Regions from separate parts of the Sus scrofa genome. Here all the other regions are linked to region 3. A link is a contact called in public HiChIP or PLAC-seq data. All regions are on one chromosome and are shown on one strand. Each heading gives the region's core, a stretch centred on a gene start, on an enhancer-like site or on the middle of the called end of the contact. The rest is flanking DNA. Distances are from core to core; before and after follow the strand shown. Region 1 holds the start of FAM129A (protein Niban-like). Region 2 overlaps RNF2 (E3 ubiquitin-protein ligase RING2). Region 3 overlaps FAM129A (protein Niban-like).

Evidence for each region. HiChIP or PLAC-seq counts read pairs in DNA pulled down with a chosen protein or histone mark.
Region 1: an H3K27ac HiChIP or PLAC-seq map of alveolar macrophages shows a contact between it and region 3. The contact joins the promoter of FAM129A here to the enhancer-like site in region 3. A contact is called at or near these places in 3 of 5 promoter capture datasets (fetal liver, fetal skeletal muscle and liver), 22 of 47 Hi-C or Micro-C datasets (adipose tissue, alveolar macrophages, blood and 14 more) and 2 of 2 datasets of contacts at active chromatin or transcription factors (alveolar macrophages and skeletal muscle).
Region 2: an H3K27ac HiChIP or PLAC-seq map of alveolar macrophages shows a contact between it and region 3. The contact joins two enhancer-like sites. A contact is called at or near these places in 8 of 47 Hi-C or Micro-C datasets (embryonic fibroblasts, fetal heart ventricle, fetal liver and 4 more) and 2 of 2 datasets of contacts at active chromatin or transcription factors (alveolar macrophages and skeletal muscle).

The regions. Positions count from the first base shown.
Region 1 is chr9:126,171,138-126,174,377 of Sscrofa11.1, forward strand. FAM129A (protein Niban-like) reads right to left here and starts at 1,442. Exons shown (of 14, transcript NM_001243219.1): 1 at 1,218-1,442. The coding sequence starts at 1,272. It overlaps RNF2 (E3 ubiquitin-protein ligase RING2), which reads left to right and starts at 1,500. Exons shown (of 7, transcript XM_021102634.1): 1 at 1,500-1,522.
Region 2 is chr9:126,271,494-126,274,636 of Sscrofa11.1, forward strand. It overlaps RNF2 (E3 ubiquitin-protein ligase RING2), which reads left to right. Exons shown (of 7, transcript XM_021102634.1): 3 at 2,326-2,486. Among named protein-coding and RNA genes, the nearest start is that of SWT1, 74 kb to the right of the region's middle. Within about 2 kb of position 1,283, at least 3 of the 83 cell types and tissues checked have an H3K27ac peak or open chromatin away from gene starts, as enhancers often do. A contact at or near this core is called in alveolar macrophages, where this site is marked.
Region 3 is chr9:126,031,058-126,034,337 of Sscrofa11.1, forward strand. The region is part of intron 6 of FAM129A (protein Niban-like); the gene reads right to left. Among named protein-coding and RNA genes, the nearest start is that of EDEM3, 50 kb to the left of the region's middle. Within about 2 kb of position 2,029, at least 22 of the 83 cell types and tissues checked have an H3K27ac peak or open chromatin away from gene starts, as enhancers often do. A contact at or near this core is called in adipose tissue, alveolar macrophages, omental adipose tissue and 3 more, where this site is marked.

The DNA.
Region 1 (3,240 bases), core at 192-2,691, 140 kb after region 3:
GGGCTGTTGATGAGCTTCTGCCTCTGAAAGCACCAGAGCAGAAGTCTGGAAAATCAATTACATCGCTCTCTAGTGCCCTGATTTGATATCCTTTTAAAACGATTTTCAAGGTTGTGGTAACTGAAAACAAATATGGAATAAGGACAACTAAATAAATGCTTTTCTCTTAGAAAATGGTTCAGGAGCCAGAAAAGGGTATCAGGAAGAACTTTACTTTTTTCTTTTTCTTAACATTATTAAGTGTAATATCTAGTTTAGAAGATACTTCTAACGGGAGAAAAACACTAAACTCACAAACTAACCAAATGTTAGGTAGTGGTTGTGGGCAAAGTTTGGAGGGAGGAAAGAGAAAGAAGCCAATTACACCCAGGAGAGAAAGAATCACTATTTCCTGCAGTTTCAGCTGTTTGGTTTTTGTTTTCTTCTGCCTCACTCTTTTCACTGTATCACTATATCCCCGAAAGCCTCCCAAATGAGTTTGTCCCCATCTAAAACTTTAGCAACTGTTACACAGCAGGTCAGCGTTCCTCTTTTGCTTCCCCTCGTCTGCGGGTAAGTAAAGGTAACCACACAACATGAGAGCGTAATGACATTGTCCTTTCTGCCTCTGATGAAATCATCCCGCAAGTGACATTATGAAGTTCAAGTGAAACTTTGGCCGACGCCGCGTTTTACAAAACCAGGCCAACAGTACCAGGAGGGAAATTCTGCTTCATAGGCCGGGAATCCCCAGGGAAATCTCTAGAAGCGAGGGATATCCCCCACTGTTCTTTTTGCGGCAAGTTCAGAAAGGGCTCAGAACTGAGTCCAGGGACAGGTACAGACAGGATGGGGAGGTGTTGCTGGGCTGGGGTGGGGTGCAGAAGAGACATCGAGGCGGGCCGAGTGGAGGAACCGGGGTGGTCCCCCACTCCGTAGCCTGCACCTGTTTCTCCCAGCCTTCCGGCGGCGCTTCCCAAAGCATCCCCAGCCCGCTCACCTGGCTGCAGCGCCCCCCACCCCGGCCAGGGCTCGTGGCGAGCTGCCCTCCAGCTGGAAGAACGCTGGCTGAGAAGACGCCGTGCCCCCTGCCAGGCCCGCGCCCGCCGGAGGAGAGCGGACCGTGGAGGGCGGGGGATGGAGGAGGGAGTCTGCGGGCACCTCTGGGGTCGCGCCCAGTAGGGCCAAGGCTCGAGGCGGACCGGCGCCGCGCTCCCGGGAAGCCCCGGCGGGCGTACCTCGGATGTAGGCGCACTTGCCCTCGTCCAACTGGCTGGAGGCCGAGCCGCCCATGGCGACGGAAGGTGCAGGAGGATGCTGAGCGCGCGGCTGCCCGGCCCACTCCCCCGGCGGGAGGGACTGCCACTCCCGTCGGCGCCCGCTGCCCGCTCCTGGAAGCCGATGCGACGGAGATCTGAGCGCTGCAATTAAAGGACACACTTCCTCCGAGAGGCGCGGCCTTCTAGGGCGCCTCCTCCGGGTCCGCGCCCTCTGAGGATCTGTGGGCTGGCCCCGGGGCTGCCTTCCCGCCTTCGCTTCACTGGTGAGTTCTGAGGGGAAGTGTGGCCTGGAACGACTTTCAGCTCCTTCTCCTTCTCTTCGCTGACTTCTTATTTTCACCTCGAGTCAGAGGACAATTTCCCTGGTAATGGGAAACCCCTGTGAGCCGGACCCTTCCCCCTCACATCCCACGAGGTGGAGTTCAAAAGCCCCCTGCTTTGCACGCTCTTCCCTCCAGGACAGGAAGCAACAGTTCTCAAACATCACCTACGAACATATTAGAAATCCAAAATCTCAGCACCTCCCTCTACACACACACACACACACACACACACACACACATACACACAGATACACACACGCACACACACCCTCCCCAATTAGAAACTGGGAGTAGGGCCCAGCAATCTGTTTTCACAGGCCCTCCAGGTAATTCTGACGCCTGCTGATGTTTGAAAACCAATGATAAACTTGCCTTCCTGCAGCCAAGAAGTTGGGCCAAGGAGGAAATGGGGAATGAAGGAAAAAAAGACAGAAATAGAAAAAATTAGGGAGGCATTCCCGTCGTGGCTCAGCGGTAAGGACTCCCGCTAGTATCCATGAGGATGCTGGTTTTAACCCTGACCTCCACCGGTGGGTTAAAGATCCTACGTGGCTGTGGCTGTGGCTGTGGCTGTGGCTAGGCCAGCAGCTGGAGCTCCCATTGGACCCCTAGCCTGGGAACATCCATATGCCACATATGTGGCCCTAAGGAAAAAAAAAAAAAAAAAAAGCAAAAGTTAGGGAGAACCTGACTGTGGGTCCTACTGTATACTCCCAGTCTAGAAACTTCTTAAGACTTGATCAAAGTCTGCTCTTACACTTTTAGGTTCAGTTCCTCTCCTAGACAAACTGGAATGCGTTCATTAGAAAGGGCACTTGTTCTTTTCCCACAACCACTGTTTAGCTTGGCAGCTTTTCCCAAACAAGAACCAGCTTGGTAGAAGGGTCAACACTCATGTCTTCCTATTCTTAGCAGTCAGCTCGTAGTGACTCCTATTGACGTAACCTCCAAGGTCAAATGAGCTGTTCAGACAAGAAGCAGGTCTGAGGAGGACTTTGGAGGCTTTTTCCTTCAAAGTTAATTATCTAGCGTTTTAACACAGAGATGTCTCATACCTCACAATCTCTCACACCTTTCCAATCCATCAGTAAATCCTTTCAAATCTACTTGCAAAATATATCCACTATCCCACCATTTCTCCTCCCCTCCACTGCTATCAACCCCGCAATTTCTCACATGGATAACTACAATAGCCTCCTGAGCTCCCTCCTTCAGAAAAAAAGCCACCAAGTCTATCGCTGACATTAGGCCAGACTTCCTCTCTGCCCTCATTTCCCACCCACTCTCCCTCCCCCTTGCTCTCTTTGTTCCAGCCCTACTGGCCTTTTTGCTCTTCTGGGACACTCTAAGCTTAGGGCCTTTGCACATGCTCTTTCTTCTCCTAGGTTTCTCTTCACTCAGATAATTCACAAGTCTTACTCTCCAACCTTCTCGCTTCCTTTAAATCTCTACTTAAATGCTAACATCTTAGAGAGGCTTTTCTTAACCCCCTATTTAAATACCAACCTTCATCTCTCTGCCTCTTACCTTTGATTATTTCTATTCATATCACTTAGCATCTTCTGACATATATTTCTTTGTGTGTCTCTCCCCACTGAGATGAAAACTCCAAGATCAGGGATTATCTTTGTTCATGCTATTGTTTCTTGGCATCTTTT
Region 2 (3,143 bases), core at 33-2,532, 240 kb after region 3:
AAAAGAAAGAAAGAAAGAAAAGGAGCCAGCAAAGGAGACTTAGAAGGAACAGCCAGAGAAAAGTAAGGAAAAATGGACGTTGAAGAGAGTGGATGAAAACCCAAGACGAAGTGTTTCAAGAAAGAAGATGCAGTTACTGTGTTGAGTACTCCTGAGTAGATGAGGAAGATGCGAATTACAGAGGTGAACATTAGAGTTGGCACATATACATGCTAACTTTAACAAGAGTAGACTCACTTGAGTAGACTGTGGTGTATGCCTTTAGGACAGGGAAAAGGTGAAAATACACTGGTAATTCTTCAGAGAAATTTAGCTGTGCCGAAGAACAGAGAAATGGAGTGAAAAGCTGAGGGGAACATGGAATCAAGAAGTTTTAAATTTTGTTTTGTTAATAAGATGGGAGATGGAACTGCCGCCACCCCATTCACACAGCTCTAAGGTCATCATTCACACTTCACTATGCAGCAACCCTGTGTTAATTTAGGCTGATTTAGTGAAGAGGGAGAGATTGCTGGAGTCTGAGAGCAAACAATCATAAAAAGAGGGATATACTTAAGAAGGTAGAAAGGAATGTACATATGATAGAAAGAGACCTACTTTCTCCTTCCTGTGAGAAAGAAGGTGCTCTATAAAGATTTGGTAGAGAGAAAATAAGAGAGCTCTCTTTTCATGAAATTTGAGGTGAGATCATCAGGTGGTAGAAGGGCTGTAGAAAGGAAAGTTGAAAAATAGTGTAGTGAGAGATAAACAAGTTTTTTTTTATACCAGTCTGGCTGTGTGGTTCCTTTTTTTCTCTCCTGCAGTGCTACACAGATGCACAGGTAGAGGCATGGAAAACATGGATGGATGGTTTATCCAAGATTGGGATATTGCTAGGCAAGTTCTAAAGAGGAAGAGGAGGACAGACTAGATTACTAGATTGAGTCATCGTCATACTCTGTGTGATTTACAAATTAGAGGTTGTAATTCCTAAATCAAGAGTTTGTTTGTAATAAACTAAGTAAAATACAGAAAGTGTTTTATATGAAGAGGTTGGGACATGATACTTAATGGACAATATCTATAGTTTTGATGTCTTTCCTTGTTGGGATCATCAGTCTTTGACCCTGTAGAGAAAACACAAGTATGATGAAGAACTGGCAGAGACAGGAAGTGTTGGTAACGTATGGGAAGCCCCTTATTTCTGTTTCCATCTACTTTTTTAAGTGCCACCTACTAGACCTCTTTTCTTCAATCTGTAGGAGCCTGTATTGCTGCCTTTAGGAGTTTGGTAGTCTTTGTTCTCAGTGCCACCTTGTGGGAAGGGTTGGTAGTGGCAGTGGTAAAGAAAGTAGGAGCTGTGTCCTGAATTCTGCATTGAAGCTCCAAATGCATTTTAGCACTGAAAACACTTTTAGACATGGCAATTAGCAATACTGTTACTTGTTATTCTTCACATGTGCTGTGGTTTAAATCAGTGGATAGGTTAGCCTGAGAACCTGACCGCTTGGTATAAAAGTGTTTCTGTGGGTCAAGACTTTTTAAGGTTCAAAGAGTGATTTCAGATGAAATTGCTAAGCTGTATATAAATAGGGAATACTTGTATTTGAGTCTTAAAATATTTTAATTGATGGCATTAAATGTATAATTTATTATCAAGATGGTACAGTTGTTTTTGTTTTGGTCTTTTTGCCATTTCTTGGGCCGCTCCAGCGGCAAATGTAGGTTCCCAGGCTAGGGGTCTAATTGGAGCTGTAGCCACCGGCCTACGCCACAGCCACAGCAACGTGGGATCTGAGCCTCGTCTGCAGCCTACACCACAGCTCACGGCAGCGCCAGATCCTTGACCCACTGAGCGAGGCTAGGGATGGAACACGCAACCTCATGGTTCTAGTCGGATTCTTTAACCACTGAGCCACAACAGGAACTCCAAGATGGTACAGTTTTGAAGATGTAAGAATTCTTAGGGTTCATTTAGCCTGCTTCATTTTGCAGATAAGACAGGTTTAAAACTAATGATTTAAAGGCACAAAGCTAGTTGTAGAACTAGACATCTGATTTCATATTTGATGCTTTTAAAAAATTATACCAGATTAGTTTACTATTAGTTATCTTATAAATATGTACTGTTACTATTTTAGCATTAAAATGAGAGCATTTTTGAATACATTAGTACCGGGGATGAGGGAAGTTGGAGATTATAGCTAAAACAAGATTGATTATGAGTTGATCATGCTGGTGACTGGGTGTTCATTTTTGTCTTTTTCTATATTTTTATATATTTGAACTTGTTCATAATTTTAAGGAAATTGGGTAACATTTAATTTTAAAGTGATGCTTTTACAGGAGGCAATAACCGATGGCTTGGAAATTGTGGTTTCACCTCGAAGTCTACACAGTGAACTAATGTGCCCGATTTGTTTGGACATGTTGAAGAATACCATGACTACAAAGGAGTGTTTACATCGTTTTTGTGCAGACTGCATTATCACAGCCCTCAGAAGTGGGTATGTTGAAATGAATTATCCTTGGTACTTAAATTATACCAGGACAGTGCTCAAGTACCTAAGGATTTTGAGAAATACATTCTGATATTTGAGAATTGGAAATGTATCTGATGTCTATGTTTTAATCATTGGAAAAATCTTTGCTTTGAAACGTGGTTTTATGCAAATTATTTTTAATTTTATTTTATTTTTGCTTTTTAGGGACATTCCTGTGGCATATGGAAGTTCCCAGGTTAGGGTTCAAATCAGAGCTACAGCTGCCCTACGCCACAGCTATAGCAACTCAGGATCTGAGTCATGCCTGCAACCTATACCCATAGCTCACTGCAACACTGGATCCTTAACCTAGTGATCGAGGCGGGATCGAATCCACGTCCTCATGTATACTAATCTGATTTGTTTCTGGTGTGCTTCAATGGGAACTCCAGCCTATGGAAGTTCCCAGGGCAGGGGCTGAATCTAAACTGCAGCTGTGACTTATGCTGCAGCTTTGGCAATGTGGGAACTTCTAACCCACTGCACTGAGCAGGGGATCGAACCTGAAGCTCTGCAGTGACCTGAGCTGCTGCAGTTGGATTCTTAACCCACCATGACACAGTGGGAACTACACAACTTGAAAAGCTTTTCAGGATGATTTTTTTTGTGTATTTGTTTGTT
Region 3 (3,280 bases), core at 779-3,278:
CTGCTTACATTTTTCCACTGGAAAGGACAAGTTCCTCAAATTCAAACGTCTACGGTTCAAACTATTAGAATCTAATGCATCTAGGATAAGAAGGGAAGCTTCAGTTACGGGGAAGGGCCTCCTTAGCAAAATGGTGAAGGGGTCCAGGCTTGGTTTTGATGGCTTGAGTCCTTGTCTGTGTCCTCTGAGACCATTGTGCCCCCTCGAGATTTATCAGGATCTAAGTGTCTTCATGCTCTGTGTTCTTTCTGCACCAGGAATCCCACTCCCATCTTCTTAGAGTCAGGTATATAATTAATAATTCCTGAACCCCATTTTGCCCAGTGGAGTAAATTCTTGTTTGGAACACATCTGCCCAAGAGTGACGCAACAGTGGCAACGGGGAGAGTGAGCTAAGGGCATAAGGCAACTGAAGCCTGAATTTAAACTCAATGGAAAATATTATCTTAGTTGAAAAGTATTAAACTCAAGAATCATAAGAATTGTCCAAATTTACCCTCTTGCACAGATGGGTTTGAATCTGAGCAGGAGCATGAAAGGGGGTTGAAAGATGAAAAGTGTTATACAGTCCAAAGAAAGAGACTGTCCCATTTGGGTGGGCTTACAGTTTTGTTTTAGTCTTTCCCATACAATGTTCCAAGAAATTTGGTTCTATTTTATAGCTTAGGGGATTGAAAAAGAAACTATGTCTGGAAAAAAAAAGGAGGGGGGGAGTGGGTGGTGAGGGAGGTGGGTGATTAGGGAAAAGCCCGGGGCAGCCAGAGCTCCTGGATACTGAAGCCAAACCCTGTCTCATTCCAACAGCTCATCTTCCTGTAAAACTCAGGGCTCCCCACCCTGCCCTTGAGCTGTTCTTCCCCAACCCAGGACCCTCTGGGGTCCCCTACCTTGCTCAGCCTTCCATGAGTTCAAAGCCCTGGGGCTGGCCGAGAGAAGAGCTAATCCAATCTTAAAAAAAAAATCATACTTTATGAAGGGGTTCGCCAGTCTTTCCTCCTCAGAACAGAAGTCACTGAGTTTTCCCATAAGGGACCTGAAACAATCTCTTGTGCTTTAAAAGAGGGGGTGTATGTACATTTAACTGCTGGGATTTCACTGGGAGATTTTAAAATTCCATCACACATATAAGAAGCCAAACATGCCATTAGGCTGATCAAAACCGGCAAACCCAGGGTCATTCTCTAAAGGACACCCCACGTGTGGCCTTCCGGATGCTGAGGGGATGAGGAAGGGGCGAGGCCCAGAAAGCCTGCCCTCCTTCCTGAGGCTGGCCCCTTGTCTGCCCAGGCCATGGGCTTCCTGCCCTTTGTGTTACTGAGAGGCCACGGACAAAAGAATCCATTTAAAAGGGTCACATTCAAGGTCATTAGACAAAAGGTAACTCTGGAACATATGGACAAGGCCTAAAAACTGTGGGTAGTTTTCCAGTCTTGAAACCACCCTGACCTGTGGGAATGATGAGCTCCTCTCTCGATCCGAAAGGCAAATAACAAATATATGGCAAAACTTATATTTACATTGTACAAAATGTTTTCCCCTCATGACTTCATTTGGTACATTTTTATTGACAAGCAGAAAATGTACTGATGCTTTGACTGGTGTACACATATTTTCACCCTAATAGTCGGTCAGACAAGTCACTCGAAGATATTTGCTTTGCCTGGACGCTTGCCTAAAATAACCATCGCCAGGAGGACGTGCCATACTTGCCGTGTGAGTCATTACGAAGAAGATAATAATGTAACAAACCTGAAAATTGTCTAAATACCGTCCCCTAGGATAGAGGGGGTTCGGATAATGTTATGACTAAGGTCTAAGCAGGCATGAAAAAAATGCAAATAACCTCAGTGCTTTAAACAAAAGATGTCATATTCTCAAACTCGGTCATGCCATGCCTTTTCCTTTAACTACTTGGTAGCTTCTTTGGGGCCTTGACCTCTTTTTTTCTGAGTCTTAGGACAGGGGCTGCTTCAGCCCATGTGTAAGCAGTTACGGTGAAGCGGAGCCTCAGCCGGGCCCCAAACAGGGAAGTCTTAAAAGTCATTTCCTCTCACCAGCTTCTCCAAGGATCATCTGACATGGTTCAAAATGCACTTCTGTCACATACTGGCCTTGTGACTCGAGCCAACGGCTCCGAATGTTCTTTCTCGAGCTTGGAGGGTGCTGAACAAATAACCCTAAAATAATGCTCTTCCAGGGCTCACGTTTTATGAGCCCGTGATTTTGACAAAGACACTCGGATTCTCAGGGGAGCAAAAGTTCTTATGGGGTCGGTCACCTGAAAACCCCAGCTTATACTGATTTCTCCTCTGGTTTTTGCTTTGTTTTTCCCTTTGGATATGTTTTTCATACTGAAAAATTAGCACCTGCCTATGACTGCTTTGTGCGCTGCTGAATGATGTCCACGTAAATACAGACGCACACAGGTGCCCACACACACACTTCTCAGGCTGCCTTGTTCTCTGGGTGTCTCTAGGTATGTCCTGCCTCACTGTGATGACGGAGGAGGCATTTCGTTCTCTTGCACCTTGTAGCAATGTACACCTACCAGCCCAAAGTAAAGAGCAGAAAGTCAACAGAAGAAAACAAACTCAGTCCTCAACTCCCAGAAAGGACTTATTACGTACTTGCTTTCCATGGCATCATGAAGGAATGTGGGCTCATGTGAGATTTCAAATGAGAGAAGAAATTAAGCACGTAGCCGAGCCAAACTCAAGGAGCTAACTGACTGTTTAACTTGGTATAGTCTCACCGTTGATACTGATCTTTCACTGGACCAGGAGTCAGACGCCATTGTTTCCTTTGTCATTTATCCACTTAGCATGTGACTCTGAAACAATCAGCTGCACAGGGCAGGGACACTCTGCCTTGCCCACCTCTGGATTTCTAGCACCCAGCATAGTGCCTGGTATAAAGTGGCTCAATAAATAATTTTTGAATGAAAAAAACTGGGCCAGTCATTCAATCGCTATATTCCTCCCTCAGTTTTCTCACTTGCAAAATGGAAATTATAACTGGTCTACCCATCCTAAGAGACTGATAAAATGAACAGACGGAGTTAGGATTTGAACATAAAAAGTATTACACGAAGGCATTTTAATATTGGCATGTCTATTAAATACGTTTGTTTATATGAAAGGCCAATCAGTGGCAAATGGTTCAGCCTCCCCTAGCTTTCATTTTTTATTTTTTGGCATAAGTATGGTTAGCCCTTAATCCTCTCAGGTTTGTAAATGACTGTGCTTCTTCCACATATCAGAAACCAAGAATTGGTTGAAGG